Linked DNA regions of Mus musculus: region 2 is linked to region 1. The links are chromatin contacts, called in public Hi-C maps. All regions are on one chromosome and are shown on one strand. The core of a region is the stretch at or near the end of the contact, and the rest is flanking DNA. Distances in the headings are between cores, read along the strand shown.

Region 1 (7,188 bases), core at 1,040-3,539:
CTACCTGGATGCCAGGTGTAATTTATAGTAATTGCAAAGGATGTAGGAGATCATTTGATTGGTCTCAGAGCTGTCGTTCTTGAGAGGCAAGTAACAGTTTTGATGGAACTTTACACTGTTTTAAACTGAATCTGACTTTGAGCTCACCTTATTTATTTTTCACCAGACTTCAAGTGTAGTGTGAAAATGGATGTCCTTACACTAGGTAACATTCCTACACTGGCTTTAGTATAGAGATTATTGTTAGGAGAGAAAGGATTAGGAGGGGGGTCTTTGAAAGACAATGTAGGAAATAATCCACTACTTTTTCCTGTGAGGAAAACAAAACATCAGTGTCTTGCTACAGACAAGAAAGACACAGGTACATTGATTCCCGCCATACTTCCAATTAATTGTCAAATGTGGCTGTTAAGGCAAGCACGTCAAAATAAGACAAAAGAACTGATCTGATGATTCTTATTCTTAGAGAACAGTGGATAGTGCAACTGGATCCAATGGTGACTTAACTGTATGCTTGTTTACATTGCTTTTCTTGATGCAGTAGATCATTATAGTTGTCTTTGCTGCATACATATTAATCTAAATGAGTGCTGGCAAACTTTCTTTCTAACATGTCAGACAGTAAACATTTCAGAATTTCAAGCCAGGCTGTTTCTGTTATTATTACTGAACTCTGTGATTATGATGAGAAAGAAACTGTAGATGAGGTATTAGTGAAGGGGGATGTACCCTCATAAAGGGCCCTATGAGGCTGGAGTTTGTTGACCTTTAATCAGGAAATTCTTTTAATCGTTTGTTTGTTTGTTTTGTTGAATTTTATGCATTGGGTATTTGTAGAAGGCCATCTGAAGAAGTAGCTTGCTTTGTACTACTGGGGCAGATTTTTCTTGTTTTTCTTTTCCTTTTCTTTTTTATCCTCCCTCCCTCCCTTCCTCCCTCCCTCCCTCCCTCCCTCCCTCCCTCTCTCCCTCTCTCCCTCTCTTCCTTCCTTCCTTCCTTCCTTCCTTCCTTCCTTCCTCCTCCTTCCCTCTCTCCCTCCCTTCCTCCCTCCCTCTCTTCCTTTCTCCTCTCTCTCTCCATTCCTTCCTTTCCATCTGTAATTTCACTGAATTCAGGGCCTTGTACATGCTATGCAATTTTTCTATTATCAGGCTACATCCACAGCGCTGGAGAGCATGTTGCTGTCTTGTGACAGGACTAAGATATTACTAGATGACTTGCTCCGTTCTGGTCTGCAGGGACCTCACTATCACAACTTCTACTGGGATACTGCAATGGGTCATACTGTCATCAGAACTGTACTGACTGAATTTGAGTAGTAGGAGTAACAAAAATCCTGAATGTGGTGATACATATCTGACAATGACAAATAAACCCAGAGGAAATACCAGCCTCCTGTTTTAGGGAAGAGCATAAAGTTTGATGATCTAGGGCCTTAGAAGACAATCTCTTCAAAGCTAAGGACTGGAGGAGGTGGAGATGGGATAGTACAGGTAATCTATGGCTGCATAACAATGTGTACGCAAACTAGCTTAAAACAACTGTACTTATTTGATTTCCTTTCCATTTTTGAGGGCTGCACCAGAGAAGGGCTATGAATGATAATCTATAAGAGGTGAACAAAGACAAAAAGCATGGCTCTTGGGGTAGGCAAGAAGGAGTCTATCCCCAGGCTGATCGTTCTTGTGAGCTGAGGATGGCAGGATACTGGGATCAAGATAAAGCTGGTATGAATGGTTTGTCATGGTGCCTTCATAAAGCTTTATGGATTTTATTCTGTGTGTACCATTTTCCTCTATGAGTCTGTGGTGTTCGACTGCTTATGGGACAAGTGGAACTGTGTCACCAGACAAAAACTTAGTAAGGTTGAGTGGATTAAGAAACCCCAGTACCCCTCATACCTAAGGATGGTAGGAGTTTCATCTACTCCTGACCAGGTCCCTGTCCTGGAACACATGACCATGACACCCCATGGAGAGGACTATAATAATCAGTCATATGGGGCAGCACTCAAAGCTCCTACACTTGCAGATGAGGCATCCCCAACATCTCAGACCAAGCCAATAGAAAGCATCTGCCTTTAGACCCCACCACAGAACAAAAAATATATAAGACCCTAAAGAATAAAGCATACACGATGTATTTCATCAAAGACCTTCTGAGAGTGTTTGTCATATAGAGCTGCAATACTTTGGGGAAGAGAAATTCTCTCCCTTGTCACTGGAACCTGCTCGAGCACCACAGTCACTTCCCACTCAGGGGCCCAGTCGTTGACCCCAGCTGTCTGCTGTGGTTGCAGAAGAGACTTGGCAGCTTGCCCAGATGGACTCCTCCTTCCCTTTTGAGAGCACAGCTCTTTAGCCGCTCTGACCAGGCCAGAGTCCCATAAATCTTCACATAGTGTCCAGTACACAGACAGATCAGCAACTGCTCCATTTTTTTGTTTTTTGTTTTTGTAAGGTAAGTCAGTTCATAATAAACAACTGGATGTTATGGTAATCTGGTAGCTCATACATAGTCAAACAGTTTCCCTGGAGTATAGTAACAACCCAAGAATTCTTTCTTGTAGAAGGGAGCAGAGCATTATTCCACCTGGAGGCATGCAATGGAATCTGAAGCTAGGATCTGGTATTGGACCCACGTCTTAACTATTGTGCAATATTGTCATTTTTAGAAGCATGTCCACTGGGAGATAAGAAAAAAAATTAGTGGTCATAAAATTAGGTGGTTTAAAATATTTGACTAAGAGGCTTAAAAATATTAAAAATAGTTTTGGCAAGAATGTTATCACAAAGCAATAGGAGGAGCAATTCAGAGGAAGTTTCCGGAAGTAGTCAAGGGTCTTTATAATGAACAGGCTCCAGATGCCTAGCAAGATAAATGAACATAGAGAAGGCTCCCTCAGAACTGATAAAAGTTGTTAAAAAAAAAAGGACAAAAATTAGGAGACATAAACAGAGGCATATTGTTGGATTTTCAACAGCACTTTGGATAGTAAAGGATGGTGTCCAGTCTGTGTTTCTGTTAGAGCCAAATTATTAGAAATTTTATGGACAGAATGTGGACAAATTTAGAAACGTAAGGATTTAAAATTTTACCTTTAGTTTACATTTTCTCCAGATGAGACAAAATACACACTTCAGCAGAACAGGGTTCTTTTTTGTTGTTGTTACTGTTGTTATTATTTTGTTTTTCCACACAGAAGCATGGCAAAGGGGCATCTAAGATCTCTGAGCAACCAGCCAGAGAAAACAAGAAACTGGGAATTTTGAGTATTTTGAAAGGTTATTATTTGGTCCATGACAGATTAAACTGAAGAAATTTAGAAAATCTGCAGCAAATATGAAAGTAGAAGCTAATTAAATGTGGGAAAAAGTTCACCATTAATGAACATGAAACAGTAAGTCAAAGGAGCTTGATATTTATGTAATTGCAATAGCGTGAACTAAACGTAGTGATTAACCAGAAACCGTCAAATAACAGTATTGAGAGGATGTGGGGAAGGGTAGGAAGTGTGATGAGTTTAACGCTAAGCTCGTAACTGGCAGGAAGTCAGTAAGTACTGGTTAAAATGAACTTCACTATCACCACATTTGGCAAGCACCATCTTATTCTAGAATAATCATTCTCCTATCTATGCATACAAAATTTTATATATAAATAAAACATAGGATTTATATTTTTCATAATTATTAAAGTCTTCTTTTAATTCTGTAAAGAATGTAGATTTATTATATGGCTTCACCTAAGTTGTTTAAATTTTTTATTTATTTCTTTGGTAATTGAAGACATAAACACATCCAGCAGCAATAAGTAAATATAAAACAATATTTTTCCTTGTGGCTTTATAAAATACTCTCAGTGTTCTTTGTCTCTCCTCCTTCTCTATTGACCTCCCTTTCTACTCGCAAGATGGATCCCTCTCTTCTTTATTTCATTTCCTACCTAATGTCATCTATATTTTTAAATTTCACTTCAACCCTTCTCTCTCTTCGCGTGTGCGTGTGCGTGTGTGTAATATAAATTAAGTCACATGGGCTTAAGAAATGAGCAACAATCATTTCTTGTTGCTCAGGGTACTCCAGGTAACCCAACTGACTTCCAAATCAAAATAGATCAGTGATAAATGTTTGCCTTGGTTGCCTTGCCTCTCAGTAATGCCGCTATTGTTTAAGACACTGCACACTTAAGACCAGTGGTGGCGCTCGCCTTTAATCCCAGCACCTGGGAGGCAGAGGCAGGTGGATTTCTGAGTTCGAGACCAGCTTGGTCTACAGAGTGAGTTCCAGGACAGCCAGGGCTACACAGAGAAACCCTGTCTCGAGGAAAAAAAAAAAAAAAGACCCTCAGTTCAAATGACTCAAGCTGGATTAGACCTGCAAACCTTTGGGGTTTCCTGAGGTCTAACTTCCATGGTTCCAGATAAAAGCAGTGGACAGAGAGGAGAGTGACTGCCTACAGGAGTGGGCAGGTGGAGAACAGTTGTCTTTTTTTTTCCTCTAATGTCTTTCTTTTCTTTCCTTCCTTCCTTCCTTCCTTCCTTCCTTCCTTCCTTCCTTCCTTCCTTCCTTCCTTCCTTCCTTCCTTCCTTCCTCTCTCTCTCTTTCTCTCTCTCTCCCTCCCTCTCTCTCTCTTTCTTTCAGATATTTTCTTTATTTACTTTCAAATATTATCCCCTTTCCAGGTCCCCTCCCCCTGAAACCTCTTATCCCTTCTCCCCTCCCTGTTTCTCTGAGGGTGTTCCCCCACCCACCCACCCCCTCCCACCTCCCTGCCCTCGAATCTCCCTAGACTGGGGCATCAAACCTTCACAGGACCAAGGGCCTCTCCTCCCACTGATGCTGGACAAGACCATTCTCTGCTACATATACAGCTGGAGCCATGGGTCCCTCCATGTGTACTTCTTGGTTGGTTGTTTAGTCCATGGGAGCTGGGGGTGGGGGCAGCTGGTTCATTGATATTATTGTTCTTCCTGTGGGATTGCAAACCCCTTCAGCTCCTTCAGGCCTTTCTCTAACTCCTCCATTGGGGAGCCCATTGGAGACCCCATGCTCAGTTCAATGTCTTAATTAAGCAGCATTAACATTTTTATAAAGATTAGCTTTAAAATGTTATGTTATCAGACCAGAGAAAGGGAAATAAAAGTAGGAGAGAATGATATTACAAGTGGAATTCTGTACTGTATACAGCACCCTGGAAGTTAAAAGACGAGCAAACTAGAACAAAGAACAAGCCCTGTTCAGTGTATTGGCCAAAGCACTATTAGGTTATTAAAACAATACTTAATTATAGGACAGTTCACTACACAGGTGAGACAAATACCGAATGGTCCAATTCTGGATGATCACAGCTCTCTGCTGTGATGAGATGGTTTGCTTGTATTTTACCTTTAATGTCATGTTTAAGACACAATCACTCCTCTACATTTCCTGTGGTCACTCTTTGGCAAGTAAACAGTGCTAAGGAGTCGCCGGTTTCCAGATGAGGTTGGTTGGGAGTTAGGTTTGGTGTTTCCTGTATCATCTGAGGTATGTGATCATGGTGAGGCTGTCACCAGGTTATTATACTTTATCACTTGTGATCATCACTTGTGATCATCAGCTAAGTTTGCAGCTTCTCTGTTCTTCAGCTCCTGGAATTAAAGATAGCATCATTTGTGAGGATGCAACCTTATTGGGCATTGCTTGAAGATTTCAGGGTATTTTTAGAGGTATTTTTGTACATGTTATGGAACCATGTCCAACTGCTGTCCTCTCCACTGGGATCCAGTAAGCCTCACACGGAGGAGGCTCAAAGATGCCCAGCCTAGATTCCTGCCTGTCCTAGGACTTCTCCACAACTCTTTTCACTCACAGAGCTGGCCTTGCTGCCTTTTCTTAGGAGTGGGCAAGAGCTTATGAAGAGATGTGTATTCTCCATCTATCCTCTAGGTTCTGAGAAGCATGTCATTGCTTTTTAGCAAATCTGGAAATATCTTACAAGGTGCATCTCTGGCCTGTTTTCCTTTCTGGCTTTCTATTTTAGATTTATTATTATTATTATTATTGCTATTATTATTATATGTAAGTACAGTGTAGCTATCTTTAGATATACCAGAAGAGGACATCAGATTCCATTACAGATGGTTGTAAGCCATGTGGTTGCTGGGATTTGAACTCAGGACCTTTGGAAGAGCAGTCAGTGCTCTTAACCACTGAGCCATCTCACCAGACCCCTTTCTGGCTTTAATTCCCTGCCCTTTACTTTTGCTATCTGAGGATTATAGACCCTGATGGATTCTGGGATAAGCCTCAATTGCATATGCCTTCTTGGGAACCCAACCCATTTCTTTTCTTTTCTTTTCCTTTCTTTCTTTCTTTCTTTCTTTCTTTCTTTCTTTCTTTCTTTCTTTCTTTCTTTCTTTCTCTCTCTCTCTCTCTCTCTCTCTCTCTCTCTCTCTCTCTCTCTCTCTTTCTTTCTTTCTTTCTTTCTCTTTAGGTATTTTCCTCTTTACATTTCCAATGCTATCCCAAAAGTCCCCCATACCCCCCCACTCCCCTACCCACCCACTCCCACTTCTTGGCCCTGGAGTTCCCCTGTACTGAGGCATATAAAGTTTGCGTGTCCAATGGGCCTCTCTTTCCACTGATGACCGACTAGGCCATCTTCTGATTCATATGCAGCTAGAGACATGAGCTCCAGGGGGTACTGGTTAGTTCATATTGTTGTTCCACCTATAGGGTTGCAGATCCCTTTAGCTCCTTGGGTACTTTCTCTAGCTCCTCCACTGGGGCCTCTGTGATCCATCCAATAGATGACTGTGGGCATCCACTTATGTGTTTGCTAGGCCCTGGCATAGTCTCACAAGAGACAGCTATATCAGGGTCCTTTCAGCAAAATCTTGCTAGTGTATGCAATGGTGTCTGCGCTTGGTGGCTGATTATGGGATGGATCCCTGGATATGGCAGTCTCTAGATGGTCCATCCTTTTGTCTCAGCTCCAAACTTTGTCTTTGTAACTCCTTTCATGGGTGTTTTGTTCCCAATTCTAAGAAGGGGCAAAGCGTCCACACTTTGGTCTTCGTTCTTCTTGAGTTTCATGTGCTTTGTATCTTGTATCTTGGATATTCTACGTTTCTGGGCTAATATCCACTTATCAGTGAGTACATATCATGTGAGTTCTTTTGTGGTTGGGTTACCTCACTCAGGA
Region 2 (6,972 bases), core at 143-2,642, 240 kb after region 1:
GCAAGAACTGTAGGGCCTCCTCTCCTTTGCTCCCCCAGGGATTCCATACTCAGGCAGGCTCAGAGGCTAAGACCCTCTGTCTGGGTCACCACATATACTAATAGAACCACACTCTGGTTCACAGTCCATTCAAGTCCAATCAGATTGGGCACTGATAGATTAGTTGACCTGCTCTTCCCAGTGGCTGCCGCAATCATCATGGCATGGCTTGTGGCCTCTCTCACAGCTCTCTGATGAACTGTATCAGAGAAGAATATGGAGCTAACTCCCACTGGTGCTCCTCCTGATTGCTAGCTTGCCCAGAGCCCCTCATTAGCTTTGACCACCCAGCTGGGCCTCAGGACAGTAGCAGCTGCCTTATTGGTAGATTAGAGATTAAATGATTCGGACAGCACAGGCCTTCCTGGTTCTGCTCTTTCAGCCTAGGGGCAGACAGGGCCCAAATATGGTAAATTTGGGTTTTAGTAGAGTCTTTCACTCTCCCAGGGTACCTGTTCATCCTCCAAGGTCCTTTGGATGTGCATTCCATCACACATTCAATGTTCAGTGCAGTCATCCCTTTGCTTCACAGCTCAGAAGTCCTACAGCCAAATTCCAGTCACACTCAAACAGAAACAACAACTGAAGCAAAAGGTGGCTATGAAGTTGAAATCAAGGAACAGTAAATGGGAGGTGAATGAAAAAAAAGAAACAAAAAAAGGAAAGGACATGGCTGCTCCTAGGTATGGTGGAGTAGAATGTTTATTATCGATAAAAGGGAGAGCATAGCCAGGGCAGGGGCATCTGGGAGAGTCCAGAATAGACCTGACCGTGAGCCTTCTGAAGAAAGGGTGAAAGGGAGAAGGGGGAGCCAGACTAAGAGGCCAGGAAGGTACACAACAGACGAAAAAGACCAGGTACCCAAAATGGTTGAATTACATAAGGAAGGGCAACTAGGAGAAGGGGCACCCCAATCCCTAAGCTAGAGGGTGGGTATGTCAGCCATACCCTGTGACAGGTAGGGAGGGAGGGATGCTGGGAGAACTTGACAGCCAGGTCCACAGCATTAATAAGATACTGTTTGACTGTGACTTCCTTGTTCTATATTACCTGCTGAGACCTGTAACCTGACACACATAGCCACAGCCAAAGGCCTGGTGTCTCAACCCTCTGCACTCACTTAACTATGTCAACAAAGACCGTACGTATCTCCATAGGACAGTCCCCTAATTGGAATTCAATATTCATTGGCTCAACACAATACTCTCCAAATTGTACACCCACCAATCTGGTATGTTTTCATTTATATCCATGAATTAATACATGCTTCGAAATTACAAAAGCACCACCCTGTCTGAATCGGGTCTTTCTTCACAAAGGAAGGGGACCCCTGCAGATGACTCCCTTAAACTTCAGTCAGTGATTCAGCTATTGCTCACCCTGTTTTATCCTGTAGTGCACACAGTAAACTGTCCCTCCTGTTCTGATCTGAACGCAGAAGCCATGCTCCAAATGCAAACGTTTTTTCCTGTTGCTGCAGTGGACAGTTAATTACATGACTCAAATGAATCAGTTTAAAACTCTGTTGTGATATATTCCTCTTATTTAAGGATTTAGAAAGTTTAATCAAGAGGAAAACAAGGGCATTCTTTGCCTTGGAGAGCAAGAGATTGGGATCAAGCTGACAACACAGCTTATCTCAGAAACATTTTCCTGAAACTGTGAAGGTGCAGCTGTTCTATAATAAATATGTCTTCCCAGGGAGAAATCGCTCTACACAAAAGGAAGGGCAACTAGGAGAAGGGCACCCCAATCCCTAAGCCAGGGGGTGGGTATGTCAGCCATACATTAAAAGATTAATTGAAAAACAAAACAAAACAAAACAACCTCTTTAATAATAGCTTGTATTCAATTCTGGTTTGTAGCGATATTTTAAATAATTCTGGAATTTTGGCTTCTTTAAAAAACACAGAAATATAATGATAAGAATGTGCCAATGTTGTCATTTTAATCCCAGGTGTGGGATGTGAGGCAGCTTCTGACTGTCTGCAGCCACTAACCATGATTTGCCTCATGCTCTAGCAGAAACATGATTTTCGCAGCTACAGATTTCTGTGTTGCTGTGACATCTGGAATTCTGGGAACTTTCTGGAGGGTACATAAATTTGAGGATTGACAGGCAGGGTGGAGGGTTGTTGGGGGTTTTAGGAAGGTCAGTTGTAGCTTGTTAGTAGCTGTGGTCAAAGAAGAAATAAAAGGAAATGTTGGGAGTCATCTGCTATTTCTAAAAGCAGAGCAAAAGTTTGCCCCTGCTTCTCTGAAGCAGAGAAGTGGGGGTGGGGCGTGGGGGAGAGGCAGAAAGGCAGAGAGACAGAAAGATGAGACCTGCCTGCCAGGCTGATGGGTCAGGGTTTGTTGGCAGATTTCCCAGCCTGCTGAGGCATGGAACTTTAAGAAGATGTAAAACTGAGGCTCCAGGTCTTGCACAAACTATTTCTTATGCTAAGTAAGCCTCTTAAGAAGAATAACATCTTGTATACTACTTATGTGGGAAAAATGGAAGGAAACATATGAAGAAACTATGAAGTCAGCACAAACATCATAAAATAGGACACACTCAGGAGTCTAATCAAACAGTGCTGCACAAGGGGAACTCAGTATATCTCACAAACATTATTGACCAAGCCTGTAGTGGCCTTGGGACTGATAACCAAAACCCCATATTGTGGGAAGAGTTGTGTTCTCAGAATCTGAAGCAACCTCTTCCAAAGGCCTGGTCCCAGACCATTACCAGCTCTCCCAAGCACATTCCAGATTTTAGAGAAGGAGCTCTGTTTTATCTCTATACCTCAAGGCCTCAGGGAAAGCTACCAGGGCCTAAGGCCCAGACTAGCACTGAACACAACCTTGGTTTTTTTGTTTTTTTGTTTTTTTTCCTTTTCAAATGGTTGTCACCAGGTGTCATCTTGCCCATGTGGCAGAATTATGCTTTTCTCAAGAAGAAAACCAAAACATGCCACATCCACGCCTTACTGTTGATTGTGATCCTGTAATGCTCCATTGGTTAGCTTGTTAGAGGCCTGCTCTTTTATATGGGGATTGGCCTAGTGGCTGGTTGTAAATCAGGGTTGTTTCCTTTATTATGGTTTAGAGCCATATTTCTGGACAATCCTGGTGAACAAGCACATGTATCCTAATCTCTAACTGCCCTGGTTAGCATATTACTTATCTGTGGGGTGTTTTACAGGCAGTCCTCCCTAGGCTAAATTCCACTTAGTGTGACTCACGATCTCCTAAGCATTAGTAAATCCTTTACATCATCAATCCTGCACTTTTACATCACAGCTTGATTCTGGATTGCTACCCAACATATGAAATGCCTTTTACAGCCTCCACAAAATTAACTCCAAAGGGATCAAACACCTTAAGGTTAAATGCTAAAAACAGAAATTGTAGAAACTAGAACTCTCTGGATTTGGCATCAGGCCAAGGATGTTTCTACACACAAGCCTCTTTTCCAAATGCTCTGCGCAAATGCAGCCCCCACAGTGAAGTTATTCAGTGGCTAGCGCTAGGTCCAGCGAGCCGCTAGGACCGCAAGGTCCTCACAGGTGGCCGCTGGTTCCCACCCCGCCCTTCACAGCAGCTCCCGCTGCTCAGCTCCCCGCTATTCCCAGTTGTTGTCAGTGACCCTGTGCTCACCATGTCTCAACTTCGGAGCTTGCCTGAGCGCACTTCACAGCATCAAGTGGCAAGACAGAGAGCACATCACAGAAAAACGTTAAAGCCAGCTTGCTACTTAGCGGAACCTGCCACAAGGCATCCGGAAGAACCCTCCTCTTCTTCTGACTGGCAGGTCCGTCTCAAGGCTCTGATTGGCCAGTGGTCTTGAGTGACTTGAGCACCTTCCCTAGGGTTAGACTGAGTTTAAGGGACCCGGTGGAGGTGGAGAGACGTTCTCAGCCGCGGCTTCCAGTCCAGGGCAAGACCTTTTCAAGATCTGCAGGAATTTGCATTCCAGTAGCACTAGTTTGGGTCCTCCAGTACCCTACCCATCTGTCTCCCAACTTAGCCCCCGGGAGGACGCCACCTACCTCTCCAGCATTCCACCTACCACTGCTCAGCCGCCCGCTCCTCCTCTTTGTGGGCAGTGAACCCCAGGTCTTGACCAGCCAGAGCTCCCCTCACAGCACTTCTTACTCCCTCAATCAAGGTAAATAGCTTGCCTAGCCCATTATTCAACTTGCAGTGGAGTTGTCAATCAGTCCCACAAGTGGAAGGGTGCCCAGGATATTAACAAAGAGAGATTTTGGGGAACAAGATTTTTGTTTTGTGGCTGGGCCAAGCAGACCTGGGACAAGCAGCTGATGTGTATATTTAACACAGGAAAGCTGACCTAGCTTCCAGGTTCTCACAGCACTCCTGAGTCCCCACCTGTTATGGGGCATGGCTGGCATACTCCGCCTTGACCCTGAACTTTCCAGTCCAGGGGCTGGGCTTTCCCCGCCCAGAAGCTCTTCCTATATAATCCAGACATTTTGTGCTCTATGTCTCTTCGTTTCTCTGTCTCTGTGTCTCTCCCTCTCCCTTGCTCCCTCCTTCTTTTTCCTCTCCCTCCCTCTTCCTCCTCCCTCACTCCCCTCTACCCCCTCATTTTTGTCTCCCAGTTTGCTTGATCTTTCTCTTTCTCCTTACCACCCTCCTCATTCTACCCACCCATAGCAACTTCTCTGACCTCCTTGGAAACTAGTGAATCCTCTGGTTCCTTGGGATCTGTGAACCCACCAGAGAGCTGCCCCCAGTAAACCCGAAAATACTCTGATCTGGCTTGGGTAGAGTACTTCATACTGGATTTAGGTAAACTGCCCCTAGTATTCACCTGATAGGTATGAGAACCCTGGGAGAAAAAAAGTGAACAGAACAAAACCTGTGGAGCACTATTGTTAGCCAGCACATCTTCCTCAGTGGGAAGTGAACACACATCCACACACAGCGTTGTATTAGTAAAGGTTCTCTAGATGAACACAGACCTGATAGGCTGAACCCATGTGTATAGAAAGTGGATTTATTTGAATATTTCACATTAGAATAGGTTGTGGTGCAACTAGATCAACAATGGCCATTTAATAGTGGTTCAGTTCATGTTGTTGTATGTCTCAGCTGGTCTTCAATTTATACCAGAATTCTGAAGTAAGTTCTAATGCCAATAAAATATGAACTTGTTAGCCAGAGGTAGGGAAAGCAGACAAGGAGAAAGAGCTATTATCTTAAATGTCCCCTATATATGTAGGCTACTATGAGAAGATGTGGCCTAGATCTTATCACCTCAAGAGAGCCAGATTAAAGGTTTTTTCCATTCCAAAAGCCATAATTAAGAAAAATCTTCCACAGGTACCCAACTCTTTGAATTTTAGTTAATTTCAGATGTAGTCAAGACAGAAGAGTTGAGAAATATTTTTCCCCCTGTGGCAGGCAAGGAAAGCATGGGAGTCCTTTCCAAAGCAATAATTTTCTTCAACAAAGGAAGTATTTAGAATTTTACTTATGGAGTCTGTATATATTCACATATAGGATTTCCTACTCTTAAGCATGCCAAGTTAAATCCTTTTCTGAATATAGTCACAATGTAGAAGCAGAGATATTTAAGGGAATTCTTAGCTTAGAGTCATGCAGAAATATATGTAAATTATTAAAAAATGATGGACAGAAATGCCTCTGGAATGTTCACCTTATACTACAAGGTCTTAGCTGAAAACCAAGTAAATAACACTGTGAAAGTAGATGGCTCAGAAGTCAATGCTACCTGTTAATCATGATGTACAATCTAACAGATGCATCAATGGATTCTCACATATACAAATGACAGAGAACACAAATCATAAAACTTCAAGGAAAATTCATCTATCAGTACTGTGGGCACTGTGCTTAGAGAAACAGATTTGCTGAACTATTCTAACCTTAGAATAAAGCTCCTTTTGCCTCTAAGCAGGTTAGCTTAGAGGGAAACCACAGCTGTTTCCATTCAGGATCAGAGGAGCTAATTTTAACTAGCCCTGACTGCTATCTGACTCAGACTTGTGACATCATTGTATATAATTTTTTATTTTTTAAAATTTTATTTCTAATGCATATGTGTATTTGCCTGCATGTGGCTGCATGCAGTGCCAACAGAAGTCAGGAGATGCCTGGGACTGGAGTCATAGGAAATTGTTAGCTTCCATGTGGCTTCTGGGAAAGGAACTTGTGTCCTCTGTAGCAACACCCATTGCTCATAATACATAAGCTATTGCTCTTTCCTATTTTAACATGAAATTTCTTTTTATGCATTTTAATTAAAACATATTACACCATTTTCTCTTTTCCTTGTCCTCACTCCATCCCTTCCTACATTCTACCCAGCCAATTTCTTCCTTGTTAAGTATTTGTGAATAAGTATGCTCAAATATATGAAAAAAAACCTTGCTGAATCAATTTCTGTTGGTTGTGTCTAAATGGTTTCAGAACTAACCATGTTGTGTAGGATAATCAAATAGGGATCTCCTCTTTGCCTTATGCTAATTCTCCCACTTTCAGGAGAGTTCCACTCTTTAATGAGCAAGACAATGTTGAGGGCACAAAAGTGTTTTTATCCACAGATCACTAGGAAAACCAGGGATGTTAAGCACACAGGGTTCTCTTCTCAATGAAAAAATACCTGCATTCTTTCTAAAAGGCTGAGAGTGGAATTTGTTAATGACCATGGGATCTCTGCTATCTGTGGAGGCAGACCTCACCTACCTTTTACTATAGAGGCAGACATAACCCAAATTCTTAGAATAATGATTCTCATAGTCTTTCTTCCTTAGACTATTACCCACCTTTGAGGAAATGACACATGTACTTTATGGCCAGATGACCTCTATGCTATTGGTAAGATACCACATTGAATTCTAGGTCTTTAAGCTAGAGAGAGAAGTTGCATCATAAAACTTATTGTTCTGAGGAAATCCAAAT

Evidence for each region. A called contact is a pair of places that touch in the nucleus more often than the background predicts.
Region 2: a contact with region 1 is called in a Hi-C map of uterus, with 2.2 times the contacts expected there. The contact joins two enhancer-like sites. A contact is called at or near these places in 7 of 484 Hi-C or Micro-C datasets (B cells, CD8 T cells, bone marrow-derived macrophages and 3 more) and 7 of 115 datasets of contacts at active chromatin or transcription factors (effector CD8 T cells, embryonic stem cells, memory CD8 T cells and 1 more).

Annotation. Positions count from the first base shown.
Region 1 is chr9:124,035,647-124,042,834 of GRCm38.p6, forward strand. No RefSeq gene overlaps it. Among named protein-coding and RNA genes, the nearest start is that of Ccr3, 17 kb to the left of the region's middle. Within about 2 kb of position 2,290, at least 92 of the 459 cell types and tissues checked have an H3K27ac peak or open chromatin away from gene starts, as enhancers often do. A contact at or near this core is called in uterus, where this site is marked.
Region 2 is chr9:124,278,394-124,285,365 of GRCm38.p6, forward strand. Gm39469 (zinc finger protein 431-like) reads right to left here and starts at 5,024. Exons shown (of 5, transcript XM_011249869.2): 1 at 3,682-5,024. The coding sequence starts at 3,684. Within about 2 kb of position 1,393, at least 36 of the 459 cell types and tissues checked have an H3K27ac peak or open chromatin away from gene starts, as enhancers often do. A contact at or near this core is called in uterus, where this site is marked.